2 separate regions of the Mus musculus genome follow, and region 2 is linked to region 1. The links are chromatin contacts, called in public Micro-C maps. All regions are on one chromosome and are shown on one strand. The core of a region is the stretch at or near the end of the contact, and the rest is flanking DNA. Distances in the headings are between cores, read along the strand shown. Region 1 has its middle 20 kb from the start of Arhgap18. Region 2 overlaps Arhgap18 (Rho GTPase activating protein 18).

Region 1 (3,287 bases), core at 229-2,728:
TCAGTGGGAATCGTCTTCTAATGGAGAGACACGTAGCCAGGGCTGACTGGCATTGAGAGAGAAAACTAGTATTAGGGGTTATCTTTTCTGTTCAGGACTGACTTTATCTCAAGGGACCTTAGCTAGCAGCACGTATCATGTGATGGTGACTCGGGACACTTCTGAATACAGCCATTATGGTGGTACCACACTGCCCATCCTGGCCAGTCTTTAAAAACAGGGCAGTTAGCCCTCAATGGCAAGCCAGGCTCAGTACCATCAAACACCAGTGAGAAATAATGAGGAACCCTGGGGTATTGGGGGGAAAATTAAAACTATTGGCTTTGGGAATTGTGCTTTCCACAATTTGTAATCAATAATAATAATAATAATCATTATTATTATTATTAATCTCTGTAACTTTATAGAAATTAACCATTCTAGGTCTCCACGTCCTCATCCAATGAGGAAAGGGTTAGTCAGACTACATGTGATCCCATGATCCACCGGACATGTGTCTATAAGCATAGCATAAGTCATTTAATCTGTGCAGCTCAATCATGTATGCGCTGTGTGCCATGAACTATGCTGTGTGTGTTTTCATGGTGGCAATACTCAGGATAGCAGTGACATTTTCGCCGTTTGATAAATTAAAACCTCAAAATATGCAAACCCACAAACAGCATTGATCTGTCCAGGGAGCCTGTCATGTCAACTTAGGACTCACTCCCCATGCGAGTCATTTTACTTACAGTACAGTGTCGTAAGAAGCAGGATCCTTCAGGATCTCGGATATACAGAAACCGAAATCAAAGGGAGGCCCAGGAAAGCCAGCCTCGGCACCCATGGTCTAGCGTGGAGAGCACTCCCTTGGTGTCACTCCTTCAGTTCCAAATGCTCTCTGTCCAACCTGCCATTTCGTCATGCAAAAGCCAATGTTTTTACCCATGTTGAAATAAGATGAGCTTTTAGCTTTAATTTGGTTGCCACCTGCTGGCTGAAAGACAAAAAAAAAAAAAAAAAAAAAAAAAAAAAAAAAAATCCCTCTGCAGCAAAGGACATGCTTAAACAAAAGAAAGCCTTACCCTTAGCAGAGCCAGTGGGGATGAGCTTGGGTTACCCTGTAAACTGGACGGGAGCGGATACTAAACATGTGTAGTGTGGGACAGACACTACAGTGGATTCTCCAGATGCCTTGCTGCTCGTACTCACCAATAAGCTTTGTGACAGCCCACCATTTTGAAGAAGAGAAGCTCAACTCCTGGCATCAGAGGATACCACCAAAGAGTGGTAAGGGATTCCGAAGTAGGCCAGACAGAGCATTTCTCCATCCCTAGCATATCCTCTTTTCCTTATCACATGCCTTTCCACCACCCTGGAATGCCCAGGTAACCTTACGGCGGGTAGAAAATGCTCTCTGCAGGCCTCCTACTGCAGAGCTGCAGTATGCTGCCAAATCACAAAGCATTCAGAGGATTTCCCAGCCAAGCCGAGGCAGGCCAAGAAAATACTTCATCAATCCTGCAGGGGGCGCCAGTGATAACCAGTCAAAATACAATAAACACTCTGAGATCAGGAATTTGGTTTTTTAATAGAAATTCATATTAAACATTCGATCCTTCAGCTGAAATAGTTATAAAAGGAGAGAGGGTGGGTGTTCTATGTTTCTCTTGGGAAACACTCAAAGTTCACCTGTGTCCCCGTGGACACCCTGTACTGACTGATTTCTGCCGCCTGAGATACACAAAGCCCAGTGCCGAGTTCAGACAGCTCACGGCCGGACTGGACAGGAGCATAAATACTGGGCTCCTTTTGTCTCGGAGAGGCATTACTGGCCGGCTAATGGCTGAGGGATTAACCTCCGCAGGCACTGTTCTCAGCACTTCATATATTAACTAAATCTTCACACAATGGGAAAGAGAGCAGCACTGGTGCTCTAATAAAGGAGGAGTCTTACTCTTTTTTTAATGGATGTTAAAGAAAACATGCAATTCCACATACCTCTCACATAATAGTAGCAGTGTGCAAGCCCAAGCACTGTGCACTGTTTACGTTTAACCTCTAAGACAGTGGTTCTCAACTTTTTGTTTTTAAGGTTTTTTATTTTATGTAAGTGCACTGTAGCTGTTTTCAGACACCCCAGAAGAAGGCATCAGATCGCATTACGGGTGGTTGTGAGCCACCATGTGGTTGCTAGGATTTGAACTCAGGACCTTCGGAAGAGTGGTCAGTGCTCTTAACCACGGAGCCATCTCTCCAACCCCTGTTCTCAACCTTCTTAAAGCTACGATCTTTTAACACCTTTGTGTTGTGGTGACCCTAGCCATAAAATTATTTTCGTTGCTACTTCATAAATGTAATTTTGCTACTGATGTGAATGCCACATAAATATCTGAGATGCAGATTATCTGATATGTGACCTATGTCAAAGGGTCACTTATTTCCCCCGAAGGGTCTTGACCCACAAGTTTAGAACCACTGCTCTCAGAGAAGTGCTATAGCTGAACAGAGGAATAGAGATGAAAGATAGATCAGTGACCAGTTAGTTGGCCATTCCCTCAGTCTCTGCTACATCCGATGGGCAAGCACCAAACCCTGGCACTATTAATGATACTCTGTTATGCTTGCAGACAAGAGTCTAGCATGGATATCCTCTGAGAGTCTTCATTGAGGCAGCTGACTCAGATAGCTGCAGACAACCCCAGTCAAACAGTGGATGGAGCTTGGGGACCCTCATGTAAGAGCAGGAGGAAGGATTGCAGACCCAAAAGGGATAGGAACGCCACAGAAAAATAACAGTCAACTAACCTGGACCGTTTGGGTCTCTCAGAGACTGAACCACTAACCAATAAGCATACTCAGGAAGGACCTAGGCCTCCACAGATGTGCAGTTTGGTCTTCATGTGGATCCTGAGCAACTGTAGTCGGTAGCTATCCCAAAAGCTGTTGCCTGTATGTGGGATGTGTTCTACTCACTGGACTGCCTTATCTGGCCTCAGTAGGAGAGGAAGCACCTAGACCTGCAGAGACTTAATGTGCCAGGGTACAGGGATACCCAAGGGGCTCTGCCTACTCAGAGAAGGGGAAAAAGGATAAGGGGGAGGATTGTAGGAGGGATGACTGGGAGGGAGAAAGTGAGTGGGATGTAAGTGAATATGCTAATTAATTAGAAAGATCAGTGACTGTTCAGCTGCGTGGGTAGGCAGAGGGCAAAAAGGGAAGTAGAGCTAGCCTTGAAATTATCAGTCAAGGCAGTTCCCTATGAATACCATCATTTTGACTATATAAACAAGAAACACGGATCAGAG
Region 2 (3,206 bases), core at 360-2,859, 130 kb before region 1:
AAAGTAACTCAGAGTGAAAGGCTACCTCTCAGGGTCTGCCCTTAAAAACACGCTTTTCCATTTCAGGTGAACATTGTTGTTTCCAAAATAAGCACTGTATTGGTTTTCAACAAATAAATGAAAAATTGCTATGCATAGTTCAAAGGGATATTTAGTGTAAATTAAGCAGCTGACCTTCAGTGTGTCTCTGTTTGCGTCAGGTAGAAGAATGACAAGGAGGTTCAAAGCCTGCAACTGTTCCTTTCTGGTTGGAAGATCTGCAGATAGATCAAAGAAATATGGAAACTTTAGGGAGTACTTTCCTTTCTTTTTTTCCATTTTTAAAGAGGAAAAAAAAAAGTTATTTGGTGTAAACACTCCAGTGAAATGCCAGACACGAAGACTGAGCAGCCAGCCTCACCAGGAGCGTTTGCTGGAGATCAGAGCGAGCAGCTGCTCAGAGCACCCTCAGTCCTAGGATGCTAGCTTCCAACTGTGATTCCATGACGAGCAGCCTTATGTTTGCAGACACACAGCAGTGATTTGGAAATAATTCTAACTTCCATGTGGTAATTACTCTCTGATGGAAACAGAGAGAAGATCAGACTGCCCACGAGTTGCTACCCACGGGGGCTTCCTGAGCACTGGGGGTCGTTTCTTCTAAACGTCAAGGGAACAAAACACAAGAGGAGAGTCTATCCATTCTGATACACATAGGCAAAACAGGGCATGGGACATAGTAGGTGCTCAATAAATGCTTATGGGATGAATGAGAAACCAAACAGCAAGTGAAACATCCAGGAAGTATACGCCATTATCTTCGGTACCTAATATCCAGAGAAATTAAAATCTCATCAGGATCACTTTGTCAGCAAGCAACAATTTGGTCCATATCCAGGAAATACATTAAAAATTAATGGAGTTTAATCATTAAAAAAGGGTTTTTGTTTTTGTTTTTTGGGGTTGTTTTTTTTTTGGATTTTTGTTTTGGTGTTAAAAAGAAATTAAATACTTTAAATAGCAGTGTTCTTATCTTCTTTAGATATTTTGAGGGGAAAAGTTATGATATAAGATAATTTAGACACTCACCCCAAAATTGCACACCTAAAAAATAGTATGTGATAGTGCTAGTGGGCACTATATCTCTCTGCCATTATTAATAACAACCTCATCTACTCACCAAGTGTTCTGGTTTGGAAGTTAAAGATAAGATTACTTGAACATCATTAGAGTACCCTTTCCTGTCCTGGTGGCCCCTAGGAATAAATGAGAAAACCATAGCACTATATAAACCTTGAAAGATCTTCGTATTTCCTCCCTGGAAAGGTATCAAGACAGATTACTTATTTTAATTTGGAGTTTTCCAGGACCAGAAATTGGACGAACACCAGAATTTTGCAGCCCTCTACCAATGAAGCAACAAAGCACTAGGGTCCCTACAATGAAGCAACAAAGCACTAGGGTCCCATCCTCCTACACAGCTACAGATTTACGTTTTCAGGAAATGGCCGTAGATACTATATCTCTTTGTGTTTTTATAGTAAGTGCTAATCCACAGTTTCTCCACTCTGTGTTCCTTTCAACACTTGGCAAGAAAACCACAACAGAGATCTATGTGACTCATGCTATTAAGAGAGAAACTCAAAGTTTCCAGGTCTTAACACTAGATGCATTGTGTTTTTAAAGGCCATGCAACTTATCTGCACCTGAAGAGAATATTCAGTTATGTTTACTTAGACATTATATGAATGAAAGGAAAGTGGTATGTAGCATCTGACAACTCTTGACATCCGTGAATCAACTTATCTAAGGAAACACGTCTGGTAGTGCGGTGCCTTATGATGACAGTTGTCACTGAGACAATTAACGTGGGTGGAACTCACCCCCAGGCTACTTCCAGGTAGAAAACACTTACTCTGGACAGCTTGGAAGGCTTTGAGATACTCCATGCTCAGCAGTGGCTGGGGCAATTCTCTCAGAAAGAGCTTCAGCAGGCTGGCCGCATCGTGCTGTTTGACACTTTCCCAATTGAAAGTCCCCTCGTAAAATTTCGCTTCTAGTTCTTGGCAAAGATTCTAAATGGCACAAGGGGAGACAGAAATTAGCAGTAAGTACGTTTGTTCCCTATTGAGAGTGTGATCTGTTTTTCATCTTATAAGATTTCTAATCTATAAAGAAATATCTGAATAGCAAAAGTCAATGTGTTTCTGTTACACAGAAAAATATCGTTCCCAACTTTGATTGTCCTTTAAGTGAAGAAATTATACCCAAGGTTAAGAAAAGAGTTTAAACATTTTCACACACTTTAATTAGCAAAGATTTAATTAAAAGATCAGTTAAAATCACTTTCTACTCGGCATGTAACCTAAACACTACCATTAGTTATTTAAAAAAAAAAATTACAATTCAAGACAATGTTTTTAAAGCTATTTAGAGGCATATTACATAGCAAAATGAACAAATCCAAATCTTACACAGATGTTACCTCAATTTTGTTACCTTTGAGAAATGTAAAGCCAAATCCTGTAGATAAGGAGTCATAGAAATATGGAAAGATACTTGCCTTCACTGTCCCACCATTCTGCTGTCAGCCCAAGTTAATTTAGTGAGTCCATGCAGAACGTGGAAGCTGAGGCCCCTCACTTCAAGCACTCTATGAGACGTGCCAAGCCATCTACTACTGCTACTAAATCAACTTAGTGTGTGAGGACTATTTTTCAAGATTCATTTTTAACGTGGCATAAGACTTATTGTGTCAAAAATGTTTCCAAGTGTCTATTACTGGAGCCACTTTCTCAAAGGACAGGTTGTGGGTTTTGTTTCTTTTGTTTCACTGGGGATGGATCCCTATACCTCTGTGTGCTAGGAAAGGGTTCCAGTATCGAGCTACAGCCTCTGTTATACAGTAACATACTGAGGCTCATCCTCTCCTGATAGAGTAACCTTACCACATTTTCTCCGAACCAAATCCTAGCCAATTTTTTTGCCTAATTGTTTTTGTAGTTGGTGAGAAGCATGGCTGATACCTCAGAAACTGGGGGGTGGAGTCAAAGAGCAGTGAGGGAGGAAAGAGAAAGGAGCAGGGAAGGAGAAAAGAAGGAGAGAGAAGAAACGAAGAGGGAAATTAACGCTAAATGGGGGAAAGAGGCAAGAAGGGGTACAGAAGGTTCAGTGGAGTAGGGAGACCAACCATTAGCAGCACATCATCTGTAAATAAATCCTTTACA

The links. A called contact is a pair of places that touch in the nucleus more often than the background predicts.
Region 2: a contact with region 1 is called in a Micro-C map of the HL-1 cell line, with 3 times the contacts expected there. The contact joins two enhancer-like sites. A contact is called at or near these places in 12 of 39 promoter capture datasets (the 3T3-L1 cell line, 3T3-L1-derived adipocytes, the C10 cell line and 9 more), 2 of 15 datasets of contacts at CTCF or cohesin (CD8 T cells and the NIH/3T3 cell line), 102 of 484 Hi-C or Micro-C datasets (the 63-12 cell line, the AML12 cell line, B cells and 64 more), 14 of 115 datasets of contacts at active chromatin or transcription factors (the 230-238 cell line, CD8 T cells, the HPC-7 cell line and 11 more) and 4 of 9 other capture datasets (adipose tissue, embryonic stem cells, liver and 1 more).

What each region holds. Positions count from the first base shown.
Region 1 is chr10:26,750,947-26,754,233 of GRCm38.p6, reverse strand. No RefSeq gene overlaps it. Among named protein-coding and RNA genes, the nearest start is that of Arhgap18, 20 kb to the left of the region's middle. Within about 2 kb of position 1,478, at least 53 of the 459 cell types and tissues checked have an H3K27ac peak or open chromatin away from gene starts, as enhancers often do. A contact at or near this core is called in the HL-1 cell line, where this site is marked.
Region 2 is chr10:26,877,739-26,880,944 of GRCm38.p6, reverse strand. Arhgap18 (Rho GTPase activating protein 18) reads right to left here. Exons shown (of 15, transcript NM_176837.2): 9 at 1,895-2,054; 10 at 175-257. Among named protein-coding and RNA genes, the nearest start is that of Gm30534, 87 kb to the left of the region's middle. Within about 2 kb of position 1,609, at least 25 of the 459 cell types and tissues checked have an H3K27ac peak or open chromatin away from gene starts, as enhancers often do. A contact at or near this core is called in the HL-1 cell line, where this site is marked.